Linked DNA regions of Mus musculus: region 1 is linked to region 2. The links are chromatin contacts, called in public Hi-C maps. All regions are on one chromosome and are shown on one strand. The core of a region is the stretch at or near the end of the contact, and the rest is flanking DNA. Distances in the headings are between cores, read along the strand shown. Region 1 overlaps Tnn (tenascin N). Region 2 has its middle 20 kb from the start of Cop1.

Evidence for each region. A called contact is a pair of places that touch in the nucleus more often than the background predicts.
Region 1: a contact with region 2 is called in a Hi-C map of cortical neurons, with 2.2 times the contacts expected there. The contact joins two enhancer-like sites. A contact is called at or near these places in 1 of 39 promoter capture datasets (liver) and 3 of 484 Hi-C or Micro-C datasets (the HPC-7 cell line and cortical neurons).

The regions. Positions count from the first base shown.
Region 1 is chr1:160,099,315-160,103,150 of GRCm38.p6, reverse strand. The region is part of intron 18 of Tnn (tenascin N); the gene reads left to right. Among named protein-coding and RNA genes, the nearest start is that of 4930562F07Rik, 23 kb to the right of the region's middle. Within about 2 kb of position 1,955, at least 49 of the 459 cell types and tissues checked have an H3K27ac peak or open chromatin away from gene starts, as enhancers often do. A contact at or near this core is called in cortical neurons, where this site is marked.
Region 2 is chr1:159,210,435-159,213,972 of GRCm38.p6, reverse strand. It overlaps the pseudogene Gm7430. Among named protein-coding and RNA genes, the nearest start is that of Cop1, 20 kb to the left of the region's middle. Within about 2 kb of position 2,177, at least 11 of the 459 cell types and tissues checked have an H3K27ac peak or open chromatin away from gene starts, as enhancers often do. A contact at or near this core is called in cortical neurons, where this site is marked.

The sequences.
Region 1 (3,836 bases), core at 706-3,205, 890 kb before region 2:
TACAAATATTTATTGAGTACCTACTGTGTGTCAGACATAGATTAACCATCCAGGAATGAACAAATGAGACGAATCTCTGACTTGCTTTCTATATACCCATACAAATGAGCCTTCCTTAAACACTGTCAGTTATAGAATTGCTGAATCCACTCAGTACTGTAACCAGTATCAGTCTCATCCCCCACCCCCCCACCTCACGTTGTTTGCTCCGGCCTCCAGTAGGTAATATATGTAGACTGTACAGAGGTCTCCTCTAAGTCAGGGGCTCCACAAGATAAATAGAGTTCTAAAAACTTCTACTATATATTTCACTTACTGTTTGGGGTTTTTATTTGGTTCAAGAGTCTTCTAACTCTTAAAGATAACCCAGGCTTCTATCAAGCTTTTAAAATCCTTTTATGAAAGTTGTTCTCTGGTCCAGGCTGCAGGCACCTAATTTGATGAACAGGCAGAAGGACTTTGCCCCCAAGGCTACCCAGACAGCCAGGAGGAGGCTGGAAAGAACATCAGGGAACACTTAAAAGTTTCAAATCTTTCCATCTTGGAAGTGTAAGGGCTGCACCAGGGGCTCTTTCCACAGACAGTTCAATGCAAGTTTGATTTTCCCCTCCTGATTTAGTGAGAAATTTCTCCAGGATGATGACAGTGCTGGATTACAGACCCCAACATAGATTTATTTCCTTTTACTATTTTTTTGAGTAGTTCATTGTAGAGCATTTAAATTTTCAAAATTGATTAAAAGCCTCAATCAAAGCCATCTGATCAAGATGTATAAATTATCTGTGTGGGTCAGTATACTTAAATATGACGTAATACAATGGAAATCAACAATTATTAAGATATAATAACAGTTTATTGTTATCTGTTTGTGCCAGACTCTGCTATGGTATGACTTGCTGACCTCACTGAAGACTTCCTCTAAGCTCTGAGGTCATGGGGCCTAGTTATACTTTGACCTGACAGTTCAGAGAAGCTTGGGCTGTGGGCATAGCTCAGTTGGTAGAGTGCTTGCCTAGCATACTCAGAGTACTGAGATTGTTCTCTGGTAGCACTGAAAACTGGACATGATGCTACACAACTGTAATGTTAGCACATGGGAGGCAGGGGCACAGGGATTAGAAGTTCAAGATGGTCTTGGCTATGTATGAGTTCAAAACCAGCCTGCACATACTGGGACATTTTAAAAATACTAAGCAAAACAATAAAACCCCAAGCCCCAAGCATGCTCACTGGAGATAGAGAAATTGGTATTGCACATTTCATTAGAAAGGCAGGCTCAGAATCAATCCCAGCCTTGGTTGAGGATGCTACTTAACACAGTGGATAGACACATAAGGAATGTCAGCACCATGTCCAGCCTAGATTGCACTGTGAGACAAGAAGAAATCCGAGAGCAGGTTGACACAGGCTCCTTACTAGGAAACAAATCTCCCAAGTGTTCAGAAATACTACTGAGGAAATATACCTGGGAGAGCTAGACTCTCAAACTTTCTGACCAACACTGGACTGTGTATCATCCTTGTTTGAGCCACCAAATGGTTGTGTGGATATGGCTAATTTTCTTGGACTTTGCCATCTGTAAAACGGCATTGTTATTTTTTCCCTCAGAATCAACATTCATTAGATGTCCGGTAAATGGTTGCTATGTTAAGCACAAAATAAATGAAGAATGAAGGAAAAAAAAAAACCAATCAACCAAACAGGAAAAAAAAAAACCCCACCCAATCCAAGCGGGGGAAGCTTTAACAAGTGGGCAACAGGGAGAAAAGGAGCTAAGAACAGCGTGCTAATTAGCTGTGTTACTTCTGTGTGCAATGACTTGCTGTGATTTTCCCTAAATTCTTCTTGTCAGTTTATGCCCATTTATGGGACATTTTTGGAGGACATGTACTGTTCCATCTAGCCTTCCCAGAAACGCTGTGGCAGACTTCTCTTCCCCACTCCTCTCTGCTTTACAGTGAGCTGGCTGGGATCAGAAACCAAAATGACTGACTCACTATCCCCCAGGCCAGAAAGTGTCTGTGGCTGACTTGGAGCCTGGAACATTCTCTTCCCATGGGTGTCTTTATTCAGCACCTCCTCAGCCACAGAGCTGTAGTGGTGCTGAAGGGAGTTAATGGTGAGCGGCCACGTGTGACCTCAGCTCGTGTCACTTTTAGAGAAAAATGTAAAGATTCCACAACCATTAGGTTTCCTTCACCAAATTCAAGGCTATAGATAATAGAATTTCATGTTGGGGCTTCTTCCTTTAGATCAGTACAGGGGAAACAGAGGTAGACATACAATTCTAGACTTTGGTAAGTGGTTGCTAATCATCACTGAATGGGCCACAACGACTTTTAGTTTGGTCTCAAGTTCAAGTGGAATAATAGCATTACTCTTTTCAATACTGTGTGCAGGTGTGTTTGGGTTTAGGAAAGTTTTCGAGTTTATCTCATATAAAGGAGTCTGATTTACTCTGAGGGGGAAGTGGCCTTCTTTTCCCGAGTAGAGATCTTTTCGTATACAAAGCAGCTCATCTTTCTGAAACAGAACCAAATCTCTAGTTCTCATTTTTCTTACTCCTCAGCCCAGCCCAGCCTGCTTCCTGCCTCTCTCTAACCCAGCCCTTGCTGAAGTAATTGGGGATTTTCATGTCACTAAATCCCAGGGAGTTTTGATCTTACATCCCTTCACCCCTCATCAGTACTGGGGACTACTGACCATTATTTCTCGGTTATTACACAATGTTTTTTAGTTTCCTTTCTCTGTCCCTAGCTGCTTCTTCTCTCCCTAACGAGATCATCCATGCCTATGAGCGTATTGGAGGTCTCCAAGGATTGATTTCAGTTCTGACTTTCTTTGTATATGGCAGCATCTTTCCTTCCTCCGACCCCCGTACTTTCACTTTGAATCTCACTGGATCCTTGTGTTCATTAGGACAGCATGATTCCACAGCAATGACAGTGACAAGCCACTCTCCCACTCCCATGCTCTAAGAATACACATGCAGTCACTTCTGAGTGCTGTCTCAGCAGTTCAGGTTGCTTCCGATTTGTGGCTAGGCCATCGCAGCATGTAGCATTTACCAATGTGCATGCCAATGGAAGACAGTGTGGAGAACCCCACCTACTCTGGTCCTCCTGCCTTTAGCTTAGGAATAGTCACATGCTTTTTACTTACCTGCAAAAGAAGTTGAAAACCGTCCTGTGTTCTTGGGACAAGGAGAGTGAAGTAGGACTTGGTGAACTCCTGCCATTTCTCCCAGATACACTTCCAACTTAGAGAGCAAGCCTAGGTCTCTCATCAGCACCCTACCCCCCTCTGCTGGTTACATGAAACCCTGCTTCACCAGGAAACCTCAGAAAGAATTAATACTGGACCAGGGATGTTAATCAGTGGTAGAGTACTTGCTTGGCATGCACAAGACCCTACATTTGATTCCCAGCACAGCTAAAAGGAAAGGAGAACAAACAAACTCCCAACTTACACAGTGTCCCCAAGTGAGCTTGATACAGTTGCAAAAGATGTCCCTCTCAGAATCTTCCTTCTGCAAGAACAGCTGAGTAAATAATTATCCAGTGCTGCAATCAAAACTTCTATAGAACAGGACAGCCCTGGTGGGGTGGGGTAGTTTCTCAAGTCCTAAAAACATGGACTGGAATTCCAACAACCGATCAACTCATGTGTATGTGAACTCTTAGTGTTGACCCACTTTGTCACCATGACTGTCAAGTTTCCTTCTGCCGACATCTGTCTATCTTCAGGGTAGTTTCTTGTCTAACTCACCATCCACTGTGAACAGCACAGTACAGTGGTCTTCAAACTGGTTACCATGTCTTCCACTCCTGCCACTG
Region 2 (3,538 bases), core at 928-3,427:
CTCTCTCTCTCTCTCTCTCTCTCTCTCTCTCTCTCTCTCTCTCCCTCCCTCCTGCTTCTGGATCAATGTAAACCTTCAATTACTGCTCCAACACTATACCTATCAGCTGCCATGCTTCCCACCATGATGGTCTATAACTATAAGCAAGTCCCCAATTAAACACTTTCTTTTCTAAGTTGCCTTGGTTATGGTGTCTTTTGAGAGCAATAGAAAAAATAACTATGGCACTGCCAAACAATTTTTTGAAACTCACTTTTTCTAAGTGAGACATTTTGATAAATCTATTCAGTGACTAATGCCTAGTTTCTGTATTTAAGCTACTGTTTCCTGGTCTACTCTCCATGCAAGTGATTAATGTCCCTCCATCATCTTTTCCTTTTCAACCTTGGTGTAGATTTACACATTTAACTGGATGTTGTACACCATCAACCCTTCACAGATTTTTAAAAATTTATTTTTAAATTTTATTTTCTTGTTTGATTGAAAATAGTTTTTTTTCTCATCTAAGATATTCTGATTACAGTTTCCCCTCCCTCTATTCCTCCAAGTTCTTCCCCATCTCCCCTCCCATTTGGGTTCATTCTCTTTCTGTCTCTCATTACAGAATAAATAGGCTTCTAAGGGATTAAAAAATTAAATATAATAACATAAACAAAAAACCCTAATACATCAGAATTGGATAAAACAAACAAAGAGAGAAAATAGCCCAAGAGAAGGCACAAGAAACAAAGAACCACACAGGAATCCCATAAAAACAATGAACTAGAAACCATATTATATACATAGAGGAGGACATGATACAACCCATGAAGGCCCTGTGAATGTTCATATGAGCTTTGACAATGTTGATTTAGAGGGCCTTGTTTTCTTCATGTCTTTCTGCCTCCTCTTTCTCATGGGTCCCTGAACCTTGAAGAAGAGATTTTATATATATATACCATTTAGAGCTGAATGCTCTAAGGTCTTTTACTCTCTGCAATTTGTCTAGTTGTGGTCACTGTTTTGGTCCCATCTTCTGAAGGAAGAAGTTTCTCTGATGAGTGCTAAGGAAGGCACTGATCTATGAATATAGCACAATATCTATAGAAGTCATTTTATTACTATGTTTGGAGTTGGAGAGATAGCTCAGTGTTTAAGAGAACTCTTTGCTCTTGAAGAGGACTGGGGTTAACTTTCCAGCACCCACATAGTGGTGGCTCACAACTACCTGTAACTCCAATTCCAGGGCATCTAATGACTTTCCAGGCTCTGCAGGACTCGAAAACATGATTCTATTGCCTCTGCCCCTTAAGCATAGGGCTTCTAAATGTATATCACCACAGAGAGATGGAGTGCTAGAGATCATGAGCCCAAATTATCTTCTGCTATCTTCAGTCCTCTTTAAAAACTGTATTACATTTACTTATATGAATGCATGCCGCAGGTCAGAGGGCAACTTGTAGAGATTGACTGTCCCTTTCCAACATGTGGGATCAGGGATCACCTCAGATTGTCAGGCTTGTCAGCCAGCACTTTGGCATCTTGCTGGTCTAGGCATGAATTACTATCTCTGGGATTTAACCAAACTAATGCATGTATAGTTATTGGGTAAAACTTTTAGAGTATAGTAACTTAGCAAACGACTAGCATCTACCAACCTACAGGGTAATAATGTCGTATGATAACATCTGAAATGTATAACAGAGCTTTTTTGTTTGTTTGTTTCCCTGTAACCTTCCTGTCTGAGGGTCCCAACAAAATATTTGATTAATTCATGGATTTGTTGCTTTTCTTTGATTCTGTGATTATAAAAATTCTACTATGATATAACATATTGTTCCAGACAGCCTAAGTCCATGTTCCTGGACCATGGGAGTTCATATTTGGGTCAGAATGAACTATATTTAATTCATTTACTTAAACAAGAACAATGAAGATTATTTCCTGGTTTCCAGGGGAAAGATACCAGGAAAGCCAAGTTCATTAATTCACAGACAGAAACTGGAGAATTTTTGGTTGCTAGAAAGGAATCATTTATAAATGTGGACATCGTGATGCAGTAGGCGGAGGAGAGAATGCAGTGAAACATTCTAATAATACCAAAGGAACACGTGTGGGTGTCTGTGGTACTGCTATGCCAAAGATGTACTAATGACTTAAATGACTGCTAACACAGGGATGAGGACAATCATGTGAGTTACGAACAATCTAGGACCCTGATCACAGTATGCTGCTGCTAATATCTTGCCCCCAGAACCTGTGAGAGAGATCCAGGCTGATGCCCTCCTATCCCACTTAACCAAGTGCTCAGTTCTCAGAGCAGGAGACAATCTTGCCACTGTTCTCCACCCTATTCCTAACCATTGATTCAGATATTTTGCCTGTGGGTAAAGAGTCTGTCATAAGAGAAAGTGCCTAACTTCTCAAAGGAACTAACTTCTGAAAGTTAAGTTTAAGGACATAAAAAGGAGAGGTGGCAGGGAGAAGGGAAATAGGGAAGAAAGTCATAATTTGAGGGAAGTATGGACTGGATCCTAAGCTAGTTGGCTGGTAAAAGAAACCTAGGGTCTGAACCACTAAAGAGAAGTCTTCCTGAGCTCAGAAAAGCTATCAAGCACTGACCTGACCCCAGTCCCCAAAATAAAATTAAACTTGATTAAATTGTTAAAGAGAAATACAGGCTTTGGGGCATTATCAAAACAAGAGAACAAATAGCCAACAGTTAGTGGACTTTAAAACTTGGGTGCATGTGGTCATAAAGTGAAAGGAAGGGGTTCTGAGCACTTGGGAGCCAGAGGCAGGCAGTTCTCTGAGGATAGCTGGAACTGCACAGAAAAAGCCTGTCTAGAAAAGAAATATATAAATAAATATCCTGTTATCCCTGCTGCTACCAAGGCAGAGCTGCCCGAGTAATTAGACCGAGGAAGCATGGGCTTGCTCCATCAGCAAACTGACCTCGGGGACTTGAACGTCGTCTCCTATCTCTCCAAGTACATCGTCATCATGATGGTCTTGCTGTGTGAGCCAGTTCTCAATGAAGCTGCGCAGAGCCTTGAAATCATTGCAGATCCTGACCGGCTGCTGAGGTGCGATGCTAATTGCAGTTCACTAACGTACTCTGAGCTGAGCTGAGCAGGGCCAGCAGACAGACACTGGGTAGCCCTTGTCTAGACAACCTTCTCCTCCTCCTCCTCCTCCTCCTCCTTTTCTTCTTCTTCTTCTTCTTCTTCTTCTTCTTCTTCTTCTTCTTCTTCTTCTTCTTCTTCTTCTTCTTCTTCTTCTTCTTCTTCTCCTTTTCTTCTTCGTCTCCTCCTCCTCCTCCTGCTCCTCCTTCTCCTTCTCCTTCCTTCTCCTCCTTCTCCTCCTCTTTCCTCCTTCCTCCTTCCTTCTTCCTTCTTCCTTCTTGCTTCTTCCTTCTTCCTTCTTCCTTCCTCCTCCTCCTTCTTCTCCTCCTCTTCCTCCTCCTCCTTTTCTCATGGAAGAGGTTTTATTGGAAGGGAGAGACAAGGTAGTGGCAGAAAGAGAAGATGGAAAGAGAGCTAGAATGTCTTCTTGCTCC